2 separate regions of the Oryzias latipes genome follow, and region 1 is linked to region 2. The links are chromatin contacts, called in public Hi-C maps. All regions are on one chromosome and are shown on one strand. The core of a region is the stretch at or near the end of the contact, and the rest is flanking DNA. Distances in the headings are between cores, read along the strand shown. Region 1 overlaps LOC101158193 (tetraspanin-33). Region 2 overlaps LOC101157694 (tetraspanin-9).

Evidence for each region. Hi-C and Micro-C count contacts between places; a contact is called where the count stands out from the background.
Region 1: a contact with region 2 is called in a Hi-C map of embryo, with 1.9 times the contacts expected there. The contact joins two enhancer-like sites. A contact is called at or near these places in 2 of 5 Hi-C or Micro-C datasets (embryo and gastrula embryo).

Annotation. Positions count from the first base shown.
Region 1 is chr6:30,087,226-30,091,796 of ASM223467v1, reverse strand. LOC101158193 (tetraspanin-33) reads right to left here. Exons shown (of 8, transcript XM_004069857.4): 5 at 4,243-4,338; 6 at 3,730-3,858; 7 at 2,031-2,192. Among protein-coding and RNA genes, the nearest start is that of LOC101158193, 12 kb to the right of the region's middle. Within about 2 kb of position 1,991, at least 3 of the 8 cell types and tissues checked have an H3K27ac peak or open chromatin away from gene starts, as enhancers often do. A contact at or near this core is called in embryo, where this site is marked.
Region 2 is chr6:29,969,286-29,974,194 of ASM223467v1, reverse strand. The region is part of intron 3 of LOC101157694 (tetraspanin-9); the gene reads right to left. Among protein-coding and RNA genes, the nearest start is that of LOC101158193, 110 kb to the left of the region's middle. Within about 2 kb of position 2,339, at least 3 of the 8 cell types and tissues checked have an H3K27ac peak or open chromatin away from gene starts, as enhancers often do. A contact at or near this core is called in embryo, where this site is marked.

The DNA of each region.
Region 1 (4,571 bases), core at 742-3,241, 120 kb before region 2:
AAGGCCTCCATCGATGACTTCAATGACTGTTTTGAGGCTTTTCTTATGTAACTCGATTGAGCAATCCTAGTTGCTGAAAGAACTGGCTATTATGGGATTTCCAATGTTTATCTTCAGTCAGTCCCTCACAAATCGGTCTCTGTTGTTGAAGGAATTTTTGACGCATGATTGGTTAAAAATCGGATTTTGATCCAAATATGCTTATAAGCTTTGCTCCTTACTGATATGTAACCCTTGTGCTATCCTAGGCAATTTAATGTTGGGAGTTGGGTCATATAGACCCACTAGACCAGGGGTGGGCAATTCCAGGCCTCGAGGGCCGGTGCGTCTGCATGATTTCCAGATAGTCTTGCCCTACTCGTGACTGCTTACCTGGTTCAGGTGTGTCCAGCCAATCAGAGCATGTTGGAAAACCTGCAGGAATGCGGCCCTCAGTGCCCCCCTCTGCACTAGACAGAGCTCTGAACCTTTTTTCTTCAATGATTTGTGATCTTCACAGGTGTCCATGGATTACATGAAATCTTTCCACCTTTATCCACCTTTGTCATGGTAGGGAGAACACGTCAATGGAAGGGGGGGGGGGGGGTCATCTTAGATAGCACAAGGGTTAATGGTGGCTTTTCTATAGATTTTATCTCCATAGCTACCATTTTATTTTTTGGTCCCCTGGTGATGACGAACAGATTGATGTCATTTTTGAAAGTTTCGACAAAAGTAAACGTCTGGATTTCCTTGGCGACGGAGGTTTTTTGTTACTTTTAAATAGAACATTTTTGGAAAATCTAAGATGGTGACCTCGTGCTGAGGTCAAAGGTCAGCAAAACTTTGATTGTGATTGTAGAATTACCCTTTTGTGGCTCAAACAATATATTCTGATTCAATATTGTGATAACTGACGCTAAATGGTCGCTAAGCCGTAGGCCCTGTGGCCATCCCATAATAATTTCAATACTTGTGTGTGTTTTGGCTGCATTGGTGGGTTTTAACATGTTTGTTGGAGCCCCAAAATGGATTTAGCCCCGTTCCTTTTATCAATGATTTCTCCGTCTGTGATGTCATCGTGGTTTTTTGTTGTTCTTTATGTCAAAAGTGTCTTTCAGATTCTCTTTATAATAAAATCCTTATCAAGTAACAAAGACACTGACTTTTTGTCGGTGAGACATCTATGTTTCCATACATGGGGGGGGGTTCTACTCTGTCCCATCGATCCAATTTGCAATTCGCCCGACTGAAATCCTGCTGTGTGTGGAGTTCATTCAGTCTCAATGTGCAGAAATGCACACAATCTGTTTCACAAATACACACGCTCTGATTCACAACTCTAATTTTATGCAAACCTGCAATAATAATTTGGAAATGTGCACGTTGTGTTTCACAAAAACGCAATTACTGTTTCCGAAATGCACAGTAGATGCTCCACAAACATCATTTTCGGTACACTTGTATAATGAACTCACAGATCATGTGATTTGCAAAATGTGCATTTATAAACCCCTCCGTTTGTGAATCTCCCAACATTTATGAGAGAAATCCCTGCAATGAATTTTGAGAGTCTCTTGACGCTGGCAGGTCAACTAATGTCATCAATCTGTCAATCAAATTCATCAGCAAAGCAGGCGTCTTCGCTTTCAGCCAATCGAACGGCCCTGTGTGTTCATATTACAAGTGTACCTAGCGATTGTGTTTGTGAAGCATCTATTGTGCATTTCGGAAACATTTATTGTGTTTTCGTGAAACAGAGTACATGTGTGAAATACAACCTGCGTGTTTGTGAAACACAGGGTGTGCATTTGTGAAAAACAACGTGTGCATTTCCAAATGTATATTGCACGTTTGCATGAAATTACAGTTGTGTGTATTTGTGAAACGGGTTGTGTGCATTTCGGATTATTGAGCCTGAATTGACTCCATAGCTGTGTGCCGATCTGCATGTTAGCGCGTGAAGGCCCGCACGCCGTGAGTCTTATCTGATGCCTCCTGCTGGTCCGCCCCCCCATGCAGACCCTGCAGGTGTGTCGGGGCTTACTTACCTGAGGCAAGGCCAGGCCCAGCGTGAGCGCCCCCACCAGCAGCAGATGGGTCTCGATCCACATCACGGCCCTGTCGGCGCAGCCCACCGGGTAGATCGACTTGTTTGCATCCAGATACTTTTGGGTCTGGACCCCGAAGCCACACATGGTGTTGATCACTGTCTGTTGGCAGCAGAACACACAGACCAGGTCAACCTTTTCCCTCAGTCTTGACTTCAGGCTGCAGTTTCTCCTGAAACGTTCGGTTGGAGGCAAAACAATGAAAGTGGTTTAGCTCGTAGTGAAGTAGTTGTGTAGAGAGGGGAGTCTCTTTGCCACCAGCAGGCGGCAGCACTGCATCAATTCTGTCTTCTTTAATTAATTGCCTTTTTTTAACCTCATGCTTGATAAAAAGGTTGCTCTGATCTGTTTCCCATGAGCATGAGGTTTCATCGATATGCACGTCTTGGCTCAGCGCGCCTGTTGGTCTCCTGGCCCTAAAGCTTCCCTGCTGACTCGGCACCGGGATTAGGCGGAGGTTTTTGCACAGAGACGTGTATTCATACCGGCAAAAAGCTGATTAGACATGCATAAAACCCAACGGCTGCATGCGTTTAATGCGAAAGTCCAAGGCGTGCCTCGTTTCTGTTTCTTTCAAGACTTTTCGAATTATTTGTTGTTTTTCTGTGATCCATATTCCCTGGGGATGTTCTCCACCATCTGCAGCTCCATTCTGACCCTTTTCCCAGAAGGATTTGCTCTTCTCGTTCAGTCGCTGAACTCTGAACGAACCAGCGCCCAAAGTTCCCATCACCGACAATATATGAAAGAAAACTGGGAATGATCTTTAGCATCTGCATGTTTCTATGAGGGAGCATCTCATAGCTAATTAGATCAATTTTCAACAGCTCATTGACATAATTGGATATTTTCTTTCATTTAAAAAAACAAAAACACAACCCTAGAAAAAGCTTGATTCTTGTTAACGATGTTTCGGGTAATTTGCAGCCTTTTAAAAACATTTTGTTTTTGTGCCTAATTTCGGGGAATTAGGAGATCGTTAAAGACTGACAGTTGGGAAGAATTTCTTGAAACAGAGTCAACAGTCGAAGCACGAACGAAACCGGGAAGCAGACCGGTTTGATGAACACAAAGGCAGCCAAAAACGTCCTTTAGGTTTGTGTGTAACCCTTGACCTATCCTAGGCACTTTAACATCGGGAGTTGGGTCATCTAGACCCACTAGACAGTGCTCTGAACCTTTTTTCTTTAATGATTTGTGATCTTCACTGGTGACCATGGATTATCTTTCCACCTTTATCCACCTTTGTCATGGAAGGAATAACCCGTCAATGTAAGGGTGGGGTCATCTAAGATAGCACAAGGGATAAACGTCTTGAAACTACAACAAACACACATCAAATCATTGAAGAAAAAGGTTCAGCACACTGTCTAGTGGGGCATAGATGACCCCACTCCCAATGTTAAAGTGCCTAGGATAGCACAAGGGTTACTTATAAACTTTTTGTGCCTATTTTCGTTCTAACATTTTCAAAATGTGACATGCAGCTCATCAGAATGCACTGGAGCTTCTTAACGTTTTGGGTCGCAGCTCTCTAACTGCAGTGTGTCCTCACATGAAGGCGGTCAAAAACCCTGTTTGCATCGAATTGACACCGTCGTTTTGAATGCATTCATTCATGAGGGATGAAAAGAAGCACCTCGCCGGGGACGGGAGTGCAGCAGGAGTACGGCACGGCGCAGCGCTCCGAGCTGGGGTTTTCACGGGTGCAGTTGAAGTACAGATTCCAGGACCAGTCCGTGTAGCTGTTCCACCCACAGCACTTGAACTAAATCACAAAGGAGGGACAGGGACACAGACAGACAGACAGACAGGCGGACGGACGGACGGACAGACGTATATTTAGAAAGATGGTTTTGGTCCACGTTGGACATCCTGCCAGCCTGGGCTTCCCTATGGGAGAAGCCCAGGCTCTCAAATGTGCCAGTTTGTGCAGATGGAGGAGAAATGTCACATGAAGAGACCACAGAGTTGCCGGAAGTGTGTGTTTTCATGAAGCCGCTCATGTGGAAAATCCTCACCAAGACCAAAAATAAATGAAGGGAATAAACACATTTTCTGGCTTCTGCCTGTGAGGTTTTGGTTTTGTGTTCTCAGAAAGCCAAGAGGTGATGGAAACAAACGGGAGGGAAGCGCGGATTTCCTGAAGCACCTCCTTTTGGATGTAATCCATGAGGTTCTGCAGGTCCAGGTCGTCCCGGTAGTGCACGATGGCCTTCCTCGCAAACTTTTCCAAAGCGCTGCGGGTCTACGGGAGCATGAGTGAGAGAAGGCAAACAGTAATGTATCTTTAATAGGCGCTGGTTCACGGTTTGAAAGGCAATTAAAAGCATCAGAGCTGCAGAGGCGAGTCATTTAGACATGTCACGTCCACTGCAGCGTTGGGAGCATTCACTGGCACACAGAAACCTCGCACAAATCTCGGCACCATCAATTGCTCACAGTGCATTAATGTCAAATTGTAAAGTGGCTTTTTGTGTT
Region 2 (4,909 bases), core at 1,090-3,589:
TAAAAAAAAAAATCTCACTTATCGAAAAAAAAAACGTTTCTGCTCTTGGAGGAGGTGGTTATGTGTCGAAATTGACGTATTTGCTGTAAATCAAAGTATTGTTCACGTCCGTCACCGTGATTTTAACTGACTAATTGTGTCAGTTGGTTTGTGTTTATTTGAATAATTAGGATTTAATGGAAACAGTGTCATTGTAAAATTGTGATATTTCGACATTTTCTAGAATTTCCACAAAGTTTTGCGCATATGTGTGATGGAAACGCTGCTAATGTCAATAAAACGCCTAAACGGTAACTTTTACTCGACAGTTGGATTAGGCGTGTTAATATTTAATTCCGCCTCGTTTAACCACAAAATCTCACTTTTCAGATTCCTTTACAGAAGTAAAGTCCATTAGATTTAGCAGATTTGATCAAATAAAGTAGGGCTATTGGAGTGGATCACCTTTCTATTTACCAGGAATTTCCAGATGTCTTTTAATTATGATGATGCCATTTTTAGCCAAATCTAAAAGCTTGTGTTGTTTTTTCTAATTTCTGCAGAGAGTTTATTAGAAATTCATCTCTGAGTTGTGGCTGAGACTGCAGGAGTCCCTCCTTCCTGTCATCTATCAGTTTAGCTAACAGCGCCTCACAAACCCGACACAACATTAGCGGTACAACAAAAACGTTGAGCAATATCGGAGCCGTCCAGTTTAGGTCCAGATTCCCGCTCAGACGAGGAAAACAAAGACTTTCATGGATCTGTTTGTCTACAAGTGGATGATGCATCAGAATGGAGCGGGGAGTATTTTCTTTTTCATAAATAAATTGCATTTTTGCGTCTGCCAGAGGTTTAAGCTTAATTGTCTTTATAAATGTCCTCTGTCATCAGTAAAATGCTACAAGAACATGTAAAAAAACACAATTCTCTTGGGAGTGGGTCTTTAAGATCCTCACTGAGCGGCTGACTTGCATTCTTCATGCTCTTTCTGAAGAGATTTAATAGAGCAGGTATTTCAGACAATATGGATGCCTCAGAGCTATACACCAAATCCCACCTAGAATGAACACTGCAGCGCTGGAGGAAAAGCCCTCTGAACAGCAGTTTGATACGTTTTCTGCTGACGGGGAGACGAGGAAGAGAGCCAGACGCTCCTGGAATAACATTGCAGAAACATAAGACGGTGATTAATCAAGAGGGGGTTCTCATTAAATCCAATCAATGCAGGACTTAGTGTTTGTTTGGAAGAGGCAGGAAGAAAAAAACACAAACAGGTTGGAGTTACTTCAGTCTTTGACTCCATAGAATGTATGAAATATACGTTTAAATCAACATTATTTTCTCAGCTTTCTCATGCTGCTTAATTATTCAAAGAATCTGATTCTTCAACGACTTGAACAGAGAATCTAATACATATTTTAAGTGAACAATGATGCAGAATTAATTAAAAGATATTTGCATTTATCCCGATGTTCGAAATGTTTTTTAAAAAAAGTCCACATAATGCAGAAGCGAGGAAAACAAACAAACTAAGCATGCAAAAACACAGCGCACTCACATTCGTTGTTTCTAACCCTTTAGCTTTTTTTATTGGATTTGTGGTTGTTTGATCAGCCTTAAAACGTAAGAAAAGTTATGCAGACGGTGTTTCACTGTGTGTGATGCAGCTTGCAGGTACATGTGTGCCCTTGCTCGCCCGTGCGCCCTTGCTCGCCCTGCCTTGTTTAGCTCTGTCAGTGAATAATAAATCTCTCACTGGCAGCTGAAGCTGATTTGGGTAAAATTCGGAGGCGGATTTGTTTTCTTCTTTGAGCATTTAAAAGGTAACGGAGGCGTGACTTTGAACAAAGATGCTAATGAGAATTTCAGCAAAGTGCTGGACCCCCTTGATGACTTTCTGCGTGAAGGGGGGTGGGGGGGTGGACGCCACTATCGTGTCACGACGCCGTGTCTCCTCCACAGAACGGGCACCGACCTTCTGACAGCTGGTCTGCATAAACACAGTGAGTCTCATTACCCTCTGGGAGCGGGTTAATGGCTCTGACATTTACCTTAGCGTTCGATACCTCAGTTAGGTTAGGAGAAAGGTGCGACTGGAGCTGGTCAAGCGGACAAGTAGAAGACGGATTAGACGTGTTAGAAACCGTTAGAGCACTGATCCGGTGTCAACGGGACTTTTTTTTTCCCAGGTGAAGCTGCTGATCACAGAGGCGACTGAAATCTGCAGCCCCCCCCCCCCCCGTAAATGTCAAATATTGGCAGCTGCCGAGGGGGCCAGGTCCTCCCGATGTGGGGCCCGATCTATTAGGAGTAACAGGAACCCTAATGATTGACGAGTCGCAGCGCCTCATCCATCAGGTCAGGCGCACGGGGGCCCTGACACTGCCATGTCCCTTCCCAGCGGCCGCGGACCGCTACAGCCCTGAGTTATATTTGTCAGCTGACATCAGTCCCCTGCTCTTCCCCGACTATACAATTTCCTACCCCCCCCCCCCCCCCGTGTCTTTTTTGCCCCCTTTTTCAGATCTATGCTGTTTCATCAAAACTGCTTCTCCATTACAGAGCTCAGAGACACCAACGTTTCAGGAAGTAAGTGCACTTTTGCTCAAGGGGGGGGCCGCAACACGTGTGCCGGCGTGATTTCTACAGCCGGCTGTAAAAGGAAAAAAGCAGGAGCTGCTGGTGTGGGGGTCTGCTGTCCTTCCACTTCTGTCACTAAACGATAAAACACAATAATCGCAGATCAAGCCATCCTTTACATCCATTTATTAATAATTTATATATATATATATATATCTTATAGATCTCCTGTTCTGTTCAGAGACTACATCACAGGTGGGGTACATCACCATGGAAACATGGAAAATGTCAGGAAACTGCAATAAAAGTCTTTTTATCGAGTTATTTGAGGATCCTATTTTGATTATTGTCTTTTCTTTGCCAAGTACTTCACTGCCCAACTTCATCCGCTTCATTTAAAGACCCACTCTGGGATTTCTTGCTGCCTTTTTCTGATAATGGAGGGAGGACATATGTAAATAAAACGAAGCTAAAAACTGCAATTTCTGGGTTTATTCACGTGAATCAGGAGCGAAGAAATGCTGTTTAAAAAAAAGAGCTTAATTGTGACACGAGCTCCCTGCTCTGAGCTCTCGCTAAAGAGAAGGGGGGCGGGGTTGCCTCACGCAAATTCAGAGGTGAATTCCTGATGAACTCCTGCCGCTCTGCAGAAACTATGTCCTGGAAATGTTTTTTGATAGAGGCTAAAAACTGAGAGTTAAGGATGAAAGAAGGTCTGGATGGAAGAGTCAGGCATGGATCGGTACAGGTTTGCCACCCCCCACCCCCATGCCCCCCCCCCAGACCGGGTGTTGATGAGCAAACATTGTGCTTATCGTAGAAGGATACCTTCAAATGTGTCCTCATGTGTCAGAAAAAGATGTGAATTTCAGGCAGGAATGAAATGAGATGGGGGGGGGGGTGGTGTCCCTGTCATCAGAGTTTTGGAAGCTGCTTCATGGGAGTCGTTAATTGTCTCATGAGAGATGTCAGGTCTCTTTATTTCCCACCCCCATCTTCATTTTCATTAGAATGAAATTAGCTGTTGATCCGTGCTGTAATTTTAATTAAAATGCAGAAGTGAGCACCACTGAGAACAGCTGAAATATTGTTTATCTTTGCACTTTAAAGTTGGGACTGTTCGCGGCGGGGAGCAGGGATTAATGAGGGGAAAGAAAAAATAAAAAGGTGCATCAGATTCAGGTCAAGACTGCAGAAAAATGGAGAAAACTCACCCTGAAACTCCAATGAGAAAAACAAAAAAGAGTGTAAAAAAGTGCGGCTGTTTAAGAACAAAAAGTGAGATTCAAAGACAGAAGAAGAGAGACCCAATAAACAGAAATAAAGACATGAATCCCATTCCTCTGTTCCCCTCTCGTTCCCTCCATTTCTGCGTCAGGCAGTTCAGCTGGCACTTTGTGTGATGAAGGATTTTGAACACTTCCTGTGAGACAGGTGCGCTGAACCACAATAGCTTCTCCGTCTCTTCTGAAACCAATCATTCTCTATTTTCTTTCACTCGTTCCTACTTAAGAAAAAAAACTCCATCAGAAATGAATAAAGTCCTTCACTTATAAGATATAAATAAAAATATCTTGGTTGATGCGCCTGCACTTATCAGCGGACGAGTAGATTCTGTCCATCAGTCCAGAAGATTTAATATCCTGTCAAACAACACAAGACTAAAAAAAGTATAGGTTAAAAGACGATTTTAAAGTAAAATACAAGAAAACCAGCAAGCAAACCATTCATGATAGGAATTCCTAATAAGAGTTTTGATGAGAAATATCTGTGAATATTTTTGTGCTGTATGGTTATTTAAAATGACCATCAATTGGTAAATATTATAATATAGCACCTTTCTGCCTTGTTTTACCCTACCAGGATTATTTTCAAATACATAATAAAATAATCTTTTATGTCTTTTCTGTTCAAAGTGATGCTAAATTAATTGAGGTCCTGGATTAAATGGATCGTTGTAAATTAGCGACAGACGGGGTGAAGGGCTAAGGCCCAAAGTGCTTTACATTCCCCCACGCACCCACTGATGGTGGCTCCGCTGTCTTATGCTACGGTGACATGTATGACCGCTACACCGCGATGGGGGGACGTCGGCAGAATCGTCCAAGATTTCATGCTGCCGCCTAATTTTTTCAGAAGTCGTTGCCGTGGTCACGATTGCAGACGGCGGCGGTCACACAGCCAAAAGTCAGGAGGGGATGCTGTAACGAAATTGGGCGACAGCTGGGCGGCCGCAGCTGGGCGGCCGCAGCTGGGCGGCCGCAGCTGGGCGGCCGCAGCTGGGCGGCCGCAGCTGGCAGCAGCGCTAATCGGACAATGTGTAAATGTCTCCGGACGGAGGCCGTCA